2 separate regions of the Sus scrofa genome follow, and region 1 is linked to region 2. The links are chromatin contacts, called in public promoter capture Hi-C maps. All regions are on one chromosome and are shown on one strand. The core of a region is the stretch at or near the end of the contact, and the rest is flanking DNA. Distances in the headings are between cores, read along the strand shown. Region 1 holds the start of PTS (6-pyruvoyl tetrahydrobiopterin synthase). Region 2 holds the start of HSPB2 (heat shock protein beta-2).

What was found. Promoter capture Hi-C pulls out the DNA fragments that hold promoters and counts their contacts.
Region 1: a promoter capture Hi-C map of fetal liver shows a contact between it and region 2, with 2.5 times the contacts expected there. The contact joins the promoter of PTS here to the promoter of HSPB2 in region 2. A contact is called at or near these places in 1 of 5 promoter capture datasets (fetal liver) and 1 of 2 datasets of contacts at active chromatin or transcription factors (skeletal muscle).

What each region holds. Positions count from the first base shown.
Region 1 is chr9:39,916,828-39,922,025 of Sscrofa11.1, reverse strand. PTS (6-pyruvoyl tetrahydrobiopterin synthase) reads right to left here and starts at 1,869. Exons shown (of 6, transcript XM_005667339.3): 1 at 1,591-1,869. The coding sequence starts at 1,676.
Region 2 is chr9:39,638,775-39,643,898 of Sscrofa11.1, reverse strand. It overlaps HSPB2 (heat shock protein beta-2), which reads right to left and starts at 3,782. Exons shown (of 3, transcript XM_003129868.4): 1 at 2,712-3,782; 2 at 921-1,150; 3 at 1-459. The coding sequence starts at 1,014. The coding sequence ends at 5. C9H11orf1 (UPF0686 protein C11orf1 homolog) reads right to left here. Exons shown (of 4, transcript XM_021062776.1): 4 at 2,130-2,872. The coding sequence ends at 2,826. CRYAB (alpha-crystallin B chain) reads left to right here and starts at 369. Exons shown (of 5, transcript XM_021062778.1): 1 at 369-736; 2 at 1,897-1,911; 3 at 2,002-2,295; 4 at 3,382-3,504; 5 at 5,051-5,124. The coding sequence starts at 2,095.

The DNA of each region.
Region 1 (5,198 bases), core at 620-3,119, 280 kb before region 2:
TTTTCGACTCAACATTTACTATATTACTAGGCACCGACTGAATGAAGCAAAAGCACATGGTAATTATTTAAAAAAAAAAAAAAAAAGTTTGTTTTCAACTGGCTTAAAATCTCATTCCTCCCAAAAAACAATCTCTGACCTTTCCTTTAAAACGTTTTTATTATCCCTCAACTATTGCCTAATATTGATAACTTCACCTGTACATTGAGGAGTATTCGAGTTAGGTGAAACTTTAAAATTACAATACTCATGGAGGAGTTCCCATCGTGGCTCAGGGAAATGAATCTGACTAGCATCCATGAGGACACAGGTTCAATCCCTGGCCTAGGGCTCAGTGGGTTAAGGATGTGGCAGTGCCATGAGCTGTGCTGTAGGTTGAGATGCGGCTCAGATCTGGCATTGCTGTGGCTGTGGTGTAGGCCAGCAGCTACGGCTCTGATTTGACCCCTAGGCCTGGGAACCTCCAAATGCCACAGGTGTGGCCCTAAAGACAAAAATAATAATAATAAAAATAAAATAAAATTACGATACTCAGCGTATGTTCTAAACAGAGAACAATTTTCTCAACGGATTTTTATATTTATACCTGTCCAATCAACAGTGCATCTGCAAGGAGGCTCTACAACCCTCACATGTTTGAGCTTCCTATTAAATAACCCCTTTCTCTGTGAGACACTATTACTTTCCTCATTCTCTCCTGCTCACCCACTTCTTACATTCCACGTGCCACAATTCACAAAGCTTCTGCACAAAATTACCTCACTCTACCCTCCAAAAAATTGGCCAGTTTGTACATTCCAGAAGTAAGGCTAAGACAGGTCTTGATCACTGCTGCATGCCTGTTACCTAGCCCAAGACCTGACAAAAAATACCTGTCCTGTGAATGAATGCATCAATCCTCTTAGGTAGAAATTATTATCCTGGTTTCACAGAGGAGGAAACAGATGCTCAGAGAGTGGAGCCTTCTACTAAGTGGCAAATATCCCCTCAAAATCAACTCTTCAATTCGACCCAGCAGTCTGAGTACTCTGGGTTCAATCCCAACTGTGCTGCTTGCCAATGCTCCTGACATAACAGCAGCTAACATGAACTGAGTGTTTACGATGTGCCGGGTACCGCGTAACGTGGGCGAGCTCAACTCCTTTGAAGGTCACAGCGACCCTCTAAGCTAAATTAGAGCAATCCGAGGGACCAAGAAGTACGTTCAGGTCGCAGAGCCAGCGAGAGGACCCTCCGGGCTGCGTACCCTGGGCCGTCGCCCTCCGCAGTCACTGCACAGCCCCTCTGGAGCCTGGTCAACTCGCTATCACGGCTCTTAGGTGGTCGACGAGGCCCGGCGGCCCTAAGAAGGCACCCAGCGCCCCCGCCCCGCCGCGCGCCCCCGCCCCGCCGCGCGCCCCCGCCCCGCCGCGCGCCCCCGCCCCCGCCGCGCGCCCCCCCGCCCCGCCGCCGCGCGCCCCCGCCCCGCCGCGCGCCCCGCCTATTCAACGTAGGGTACCCCGGCCGACCCCCGACGTCCGGGCGCCAGGCCCTCCTAGGCCCAGGCCTCGAAGGCCCCGCCCTCGCTACTCTCACCGTGGGCACACCCACCTGTGGAGCCGATGGGACGCGCTGAAGGACGCGAGGCGGGACACTCGCGCCCGCCGGTGGGGGCCTGAGTCAGCGTCGCTCCTCATTCCGCCCGCGAGGCAAGGCCGAGCCTCCTGCCCCGGGGCCGCCGCCTGCCTGGGGGAATGGGCGGGGCCTCCCTCCGCGGCTGCGCAGTGCGGCAGGCGCCCCGGAAGCGCCCTGCGGCTGAGCTCCCTCTGCCGGCTTGGAGGCCGCACCGGGCTTTCCGTTATCTCGGGAGAGCAAGAGCTCACAGAGCTGGGCGTGCCTTAGAGTAGATGGGGTCTGGTGGCCTTCATTTTTCTGTCCGCTAAACCTGAGGCCACGTCGTGCAGTTAGGGTGCGCGTGGGCCTACTTTGAATCAGGGAGGGACTTCATTGAGCCGCCCTTCCCACTCGCTTCTGGAAAGCCCAGGGTTACGGTGTAAACCTCCAGTGGCAGGATGAGATGAGTCCCAGGACCAGTCTACTTATAGCTTAAAAGGCGGAGAAATTTGAGGGCACGTGTAGGACCACGTGGTCTTCAGAACCGATATTACCTTTGGACTGTTTGGAACAAAGGGGAGTTCTCAAGCTGTCCTTATCGTCCACATTCCTGCATGGACCCATTTATCACTTGGTTGCCACAGTGTAAGCACATGCACCCATGAACATACACACATTAGCAATTTTCTGTTCACCGCAGACACCTCGGAGTGATAGGATCTTGTTTCCTCACATCTACTCCTAAGGAGTGATCAAACTACTTAGAGTTGCCAGCATGCACCATGTCATCTCTTGCCTCCCTTCATCCTTTCATTAGTTACCGAGTGTGTACTATGTTGCTGGCATGTTCCAGGCACTGGAAATAGATAAAATCATGGGCATGGCAGAAATATAAGCCCCAATGATTTCTCTCAAATGTCTCCTGTCTCCAGCTATATATGTTGTTCATTCTGCATTATCGTTATTATTAATATGTTATGTAGCAAATATTCCTCACACATTTTCAAGTTTTTTCTCCTCTCCTCCACTGGACTGTAAAAGAACTTTGAATAATTATAAACCAGAGTTTTGTTTTGTTTTGTTTTTTGTCTTTTGTCCTTTTTTTAGGGCCGCACCTGCGGCACATGGAGGTTCCCAGGCTAGGGGTCTAATCAGAGCTGTTGCCAAGGGCCTATGCCACAGCCACAGCAACACAGCATCCAAGCCATATCTATGGCCTACACCACAGTTCACGGCAATGCCAGATCCTTAACCCATTGAGGGAGGCCAGGGATCGAACCGCAACCTCATGGTTCCTAGTCAGATTCATTTCCGCTGTGCCACGATGGGAACTCCAAACCAGAGATTTTTGAGGTAGAGACCCAAAATCTAACTCAGTCCTCTCACAGATAAGAAAATACAGGCCTACTATAAATGAATTACTTACCCAAGATCACTTATAATGTAAACAGTGTTCCCCCAGGCACTGACTACATCATAGATACTCTAACGATTACACAAATGCCTCACTTGTTTCAAAAACGATTTAAAGAATCAAAATAAAATTTTAAAAGGGTATAATTTTGGAGAAATTGCTGTTTGCTTTAATAAAAATCATTGCATTTGCAGAATTTTTGCTCTATTTTATTAAAGTCGATTCTATATAAAGGCACTCACCAAATTTACCCTCAGTCACACTGCTACAGATTGAATTGTACCCCCCCCCCAGAATATGGTTTTATTTGGAAATAGTATCTTTGCAGACGTGGTTAAGACGGGTCACTAGGGAGCCCCCTAATCCCTTTCCCCTCACTTGTATACTCCCTTTCCTTGAGTCTCAGGACATTGCCCAGTGGTAAGTTGGACTCAGGGAGAGGAAGAGGCCCTGCCTAAGCTTTATGTCTCAGTCATATGCTCAATTTCCAGAACTTTCTGCTGTACCTAGACTATAAAGTATTGACCCTTTTTGTCTTCTCCTTCAAGAACCTCATAGGAGTTCCTTTCATGGCTCAGTGGTTAATGAACCTGACTAGGATCCATGAGGATTCGGGTTTGATCCGCACCTCATGGATCCTAGTTGGTTCATTCCCTGGCCTGGCTCACTGGGTTAAGGATCTGGCATTGTCGTGACTTGTGGTTTAGGTCGCAGACTCGGCTTGGATCCTGCGTTGCTGTGGCTGTGGTGTAGGCTGGCAGCTGTAGCTCCAATTCTACCCCTAGCCTGGGAACTTCCATATGCCATGAGTGCGGCCCTAAAAAGCAAAACAAACAAACAAACAAACAAACAAAACAACCTTAAAGATGGCAGGGCCAAGACAGAATTCAGACATCCCTGGGTCAAATTCTTATGTTTATACTGCTGATCTTTATATGTTTGGGCTTCATTGCCTATGTAGTAGAATGGAGTAAAGTTTTAAAAACAGAAGATGGACAAGATCAGATAGGTCTGTGTACCTCCCAAAAGTCAGATGGAGTCTCCTTCACTCTTCGGGTCCAGATAAGAAAGATCTGGATCAAACCTCCATGTCTTGTTTGAGGAAGTACAATACCCTTTCAAAGATTTTGTGAAATATCAGGGGATTTATGCTTTTATGGTTGTCTAAGCCTCTGAGCTCCCACCTCTGCTATATTAATTCTGTTTAGGCATCTTTTTTTTACCATTCTGTACCTACTGCTGTTGTCCTGTATCTCACCACCCTGGACACAAAACTTAGAACTTTTACTTCATTGCCACCCCAGCATGAAGCATTTGTATGGAACATTTTTGTTAAAGAGAATAGAGTTGGTGATGTTTATAGTAACTATCAAGGAAAACAGAGAAGAAACTATGCTGATGGAGGGCTATGCAGAAAATCCAACAGGTTCACATTGTCCACAAACCACATGTTTGAGAGGCTTGTCCAGCAATATTCAACATGCACGTGGAGCATGGACAGTTTAACTGGCCTGGGTTGGAGTATACCTAATGGAAAAAGAATGTGGGATTTGGGGGTGTGGTTTATGTGACAGGTTTAGGCTGGTTTGGGCTGTAGGTAAACACTGAGTTTAGAAATGTGGAGATTATATGGTCTCTAGTGCCACCTGTTGCCCAACTATAAAGAACTAGCAACTTTTCACCAGTCTCTGAAGAACTAGACACCTGGAGGTTAGAAAAAATGCCTGACTTTAGCAACATCCCTCAAAACAACACCTTCCCAAAGCTGAGCTGGGGGCAGGATAGAAACTGGTAGTGGGTAGTTCAACTGCAGTGGCATCTGCTGTGGACGGCAGAGAAATAGCCAGTTTAGAAGCCTCCACGCATGAGATCCTCTGGGAGTACCTTAGGATCAGTAGCAACAGGCAGCCTGTCATGGAAGAAACAAGGGGCTTTTCAGACCTAAATTCATATTCTACTGGTTATGGTTATTTGTAATCTTCTCCCAAGTGTGGGAACCTCTGTCACCCACTGCTCTAGTAGTGATAATACCCAAGTCTAGTTTTTGTTTTATGTATCTTATTTTTTTTCTAGGGCTGCACCCAAACTAGGGGTCAAATCGGAGCTGCAGTTGCCAGCCTATGTCACAGCCACAGCAATGCCAGATCCAAACTGCATCTGTGACCTACACCACAGCTCACAGCAATGCCAG
Region 2 (5,124 bases), core at 2,533-5,032:
ACATTCAGGGCTCAACGCCGGCTGCCTCCTCCTCTTCCTCTGGATCAGGAGGTGCAGGGAGCAGGGAGATGTAGACCTCATTGACCTCTGTGTCCAAATGTCGGCCACCCCGAGGCGCCTCCAGGTTGAGGATGCCGTCATGGGAGAGCGCGGCGCGGACGCGCCAGGGGTCCACATCCGCAGGCAGGACGTAGGTGCGGCAGAATTCTCGGGACACGAAGCCGTGGCGGTCCAGGCGCTGGGGGTGCCGGGCAGACACCTCCAGCAGGTTGTCCACAGTCCTCACGGTCACCTCATCTGGGGTGAAGTGGCTCACATCCAGAAAGGCCTGGAACTTGCCCTCACTAAGCCGAAGCTCCGAGGCCCCCGCCCTGCTGCCCTCCGCCGCTTGGGCTGCCCGTGGCCGGACGTAGTAGCCGTGGTAGAGGGTGGGGGTCAGGATCTCTTCTGGCAGGAGGCCTGGGGGGCAGAGGGGGAGAAGGAGAGAGGCGGGATGAGGGACGAGGGGTGGGAAGGAGGTGAACTCTGGGGAGATCGGGGGTGAGGCCCGGGGAGCGAGGAGGGGAGAGTCGGAAGAAGCAGGGGAGGGAGGGATGACAGGGACTGGACAGAGGGGACTGAGAAGGGAAATGGGGGCGGGGAGCAAACCTAACGCGATCTGGGGGGTCGGAGGGGAAGCCCCCACGCCCAGGCAGACGCGGCAGGTGTCAGCACCGCGGGCACAGCCCGCACCAAGGTAGGCAGGAAGGGGAGGGAGCCGAGCTTAGAAGGGGTGGGGTGGGGGGGTCTGGGGTGGGAGACGGCTCGCCCCAGGAGTTCACTTAAGCCTGGAGTGGGGTGGAGGCCAGGATCTTTGGGAGGTCAGCCCAGAATTTCAGGAGGTGGGGGTGGGAGGCAAGGGGGTGGTGTCCGGGCCGTACCTTCCCCGAAGCGCTGCTCACCCAGGCGGCTCGGGTTGGCAAACTCGTACTCAGTGGTGGCCGGGTGGGCATGTGGCACCGAGCGGCCCGACATGGCTGCAGATGCGGCGGCGGCTCAGGTCCGAGGTGCGGCCCCAACAGTCGCAGCGGGACCCCTCCAGCTGCCGCCGTAGGGCCAGGGTGCGTTCGGAGTGGGGGCGGGGTCTACACCACCCAAAATAGTGCCGAGCCTGGGGGGAGGGGCGAGGAGCGCCCGCGACGGCTGTGTGACCCGCGCCGCCTGGACCCCCGTCCCCTCCCTAGCACACTCTTCAGCTGTCACATCCCCGCCCCCTCCCTCCCCCCTCCCCCGGGACAGCTGGGGGTCCTGGCCGCGGAGCGAGCTGGGCAGGGGAGGCTGGTGCGGAGGTCCGGGAAAGGCCTCGCTGAGACCCTCGCGAAAAAGGGTGTACATTTCCACACCCTCCTTCTCCTCCTCACTTGCAGGCAGCAGGCACCCTACTCCATAAAACTCCCCTGGATTTAAGGTTCTGCCAGCCACGTAAAGCGAAAGATGCAAACAACTTTCTGCCCTTTCTTTGGGGGGTGCGGTGAGGGGCCTTTTGGTCTTGACATATCAGGGGCCTCTCTGAACCGGGGGCAACCCAGAGCACCACACGGAAACCTGCCATTGACATGCTGGTGATCACTGCTCTCCTCCAGGGCCCCACAAAGAGTTAATGTCCCTGGGGCCCAGCCTAGGAAGATTCCAGTTCCTGCCCAGGCCCAAGATAGTTGTTGGCCCCATTCCCTTGGCATGCTGGACTGGAGAGGAGGAGGGGCCCGCTGCCCGCCTGCTTGGGATTCCTGACTGGGTCCCAACTCCAGGGAAGGGGATGGGGGAAGGGTGCCATTGGGTGTGGACAGAAAGCTAGTGAAACAAGACCAGGACAAGCCACTGGCCAGCTCAGACGTGTCTGTATTTCTCTTTTCTTAGCTCAGTGAGTACTGGGTATGTGTCACACTGCCAAATCCCCGATCACAAGTCTCCATGAACGGGTGGTGAGCTGGGATAATAAAACCCCTGACATCACCATTCCAGAAGCTTCACAAGACTGCGTATATAAGGGGCTGGCTGGAGCTGCAGCTGAAGGAGCTGACCGGCCAGCTGACCCTCTACATCCACCCAGCCGCCATGGACATTGCCATCCACCACCCCTGGATCCGCCGCCCCTTCTTTCCTTTCCACTCTCCCAGCCGCCTCTTTGACCAGTTCTTTGGAGAACACCTGTTGGAGTCTGATCTCTTCCCAGCTTCTACTTCCCTGAGCCCCTTCTACTTTCGGCCGCCCTCGTTCCTGCGGGCACCCAGCTGGATTGACACTGGGCTCTCAGAGGTAAGTATCCCCTCTGCCCCGACAGGAGAGTGCATTCTGGAGCCTCCTGGAAGCGTCCCCATCCACTTTCCTCTTCCTCCCAGCCTAAATGTGGCTGTGTCTAAGGGTCTCAAGGGTTTTAGGCACTTGTGTGTCCTGCAGTGGAGAAAGATGGGGTTCCTAGTTCCTCCCCTCCCCCCCACGCAGGCACCTGTTTGGATTTGACGCCCCTGTGTATTCCACTTCTTATATTTTCCCCGTGTGCTACAAAGGTCATTCTCTATCCTCTTCTTCTAAGTAGGGTGTCCCTTTCCAGTTTGGTTCATAATGATCTACAGTGCAAGGGCTGCCTTCAGACTCCTGCTCACCTCTTCTAACACCTCACACTCCTCACAAATACTATCATTTCAAGTTTCAGAGCCAGGAGACAGTCCTACCTCATCCCTGCTGCGTGCAGCTGGAGACAGCAACCACTATTGTCTTCCACTCCCTCTTCTGTGATTTTCCAGGTTTCTCAAGGCTGTGACAGGGCACTGGCCTGGGTCCGAGGCTCACGAGGAAAGAATATAGGTCCAGTTTTCTGACCCCCCAACTTGTCCTAGGAGTGTGGGAAAATGAGGGGAACAGATAAGGTTGACAGAAGCTGTCACAGATAACACTCTGGTTTAAAATTTTTCAAGTGTAAATAAACAGGAGCTGAGTGGACAAGGGCTTTGGAAGGACAATCAGAGCCAGCAGAACATTCCAGATTGAGTGGGTGGGAAACTTGGCAGAGACCTGAGCAAGAAGAAGCAGCCTTTGTACCACAGACAAATGACAAGGCCAGGCATTGGGTCAGAGAAGCAGCAGAAGCCATGCCCAGACCCATCCTTGCGATTTATCCCCTGAGTGGCCTTTTTCCCTGTAAATAAAGTTTGGGCCTGATGACCAAGTGGTGTGCCCCCTGAACCAGAGAACCATGTTTATTCAAAAAAGGATTTTTAGCTTAAAAGGGGAGGACCAACTACCCGAGCAGAAAGCAAGTCTGCAGAATGATGAGGCTGTATTAGTGTAATCCCCATTCTTACCACTTTTTCTGCTACCCCTGCCCCACCTTGCTGTTTTTAGATGCGTCTGGAGAAGGACAGATTCTCTGTCAACCTGGATGTGAAGCACTTCTCCCCCGAGGAACTCAAGGTCAAGGTGTTGGGAGATGTGATTGAGGTGCACGGCAAACATGAAGAGCGCCAGGTATGTAGCTGGCTTTCTTTTCTGCTCATTCACCCAAGGTGTACATTGTACCAGATGCTGCCATGAGCCTCTGAAGCTGGCAACATTTCAGTCCTAAGCCATAGAGTCTAGAACAGGGATAGATCTGTTGTTATTGTTATTTTGGCTAGAGAAGTGATCTTTGTTTTGACTTGACTGCCTTAGATAGGATAGATGGAAGGTTAACTTCTCATTTAAGTCAGTGGCTCTCAACCTGGCCATGTTAGAATTACCAGCGGAACTAAAAAAAAAAAAAAAAAAAAAATCCCAATCCTCAGGCATATCCCAGGTCAGTTACATCAGACATTTTAGGGATGGACTCGGGCATCAGATTTTTTTTTTTTTTTTTTGGTCTTTTTAGGGCCTCACCTATAGCATGTGGACGTGCCCAGGTTAGGGGTCAAGGCTGAATTAGAGCTGCAGCCCCTGGCCCACGTCACAGCCACAGCAAGCCAGATCCAAGCCATGTCTGCGATTTACACCACAGCTCACCACAGTGCCGTATCCTTAACCCACTGAGTGAGGCCAGGGATAGAATCGCATGTTCATGCATACTAGTCGGGTGGTTACCGCTGAGCCACAATGGGAACTTCCAGGCATCAGATTTTAAAAGCTCCCTAGGGAATTCTAACATACCAACAGTCAAGGTTAAAGACCACTGATTTAGGAATAGTGATTGTCAGAGATCTGATTGCTTTATATAATTACCTTAACTGCTTACATCTGGAAGGCCCTGGCATTTGGGACTTTTAGATGTTCAGGAATTCATTTCTCTTTAGCTCATCTTAATGTGAACTACTTGGTTTGCCTAGATTTCAGAGCTATACTCAGCTCCTAATACATGAGACCTATGTGGAAATCAGTTAATTGAGAGCCTGTCTGGATAAATGCTTGAGATACAGCAGGGATTAGATTAACAGTTAACTAACCTGTAGCAGAATTATAAAGACTGGAATAGTTTCTCATTACTCTCTGGGAGAGTTTTTCAATGAGTTTGCTTCTTACCAATTAGTTATAACTCAGAAACTCGTACATCAAATAATATAGTTTGAGGTCCTCAGGCTCTTTCAGTTTTGCTTATATCATTTAACATAGCCTCCCCAAGATGGAGTTTTTTCATTATTATTTTTATTAGTCCTATTGGTCTGGAACGTTCTGGAACATTCCTGAAGAGTGAGGACAATTGCTGGGCTTCCGGGGACTCAAATCATCAAAGCCAGATGATAGTCTAAATCCTGTAAACCCAGCAAACATTGATCTAAACCTTTGAGGTATACCCCTGACCATAACTGCACTTCAGGGCTTGAAGAGCTAGGAAGTCCTGGCTGTTCAGACTTTTCAGACTCCCACTGGTAGGAGTGGTCACCTAGGCAATTTCATCCTAGCCCCAAACAGGAAAGCTATGTAGCCTTCTCTCCTGTTGCCACACATTTGGTCACACCCAGAGAGAAGCAGGATGTCTTGAGTTCCAGGCAAGCAACACTATTTCCTGTTCTTATCTACCTCTTTCCTTATGCTCTTGCATTAGGATGAACATGGTTTCATCTCCCGGGAGTTCCACAGGAAATACCGGATCCCAGCTGATGTGGACCCTCTCACCAT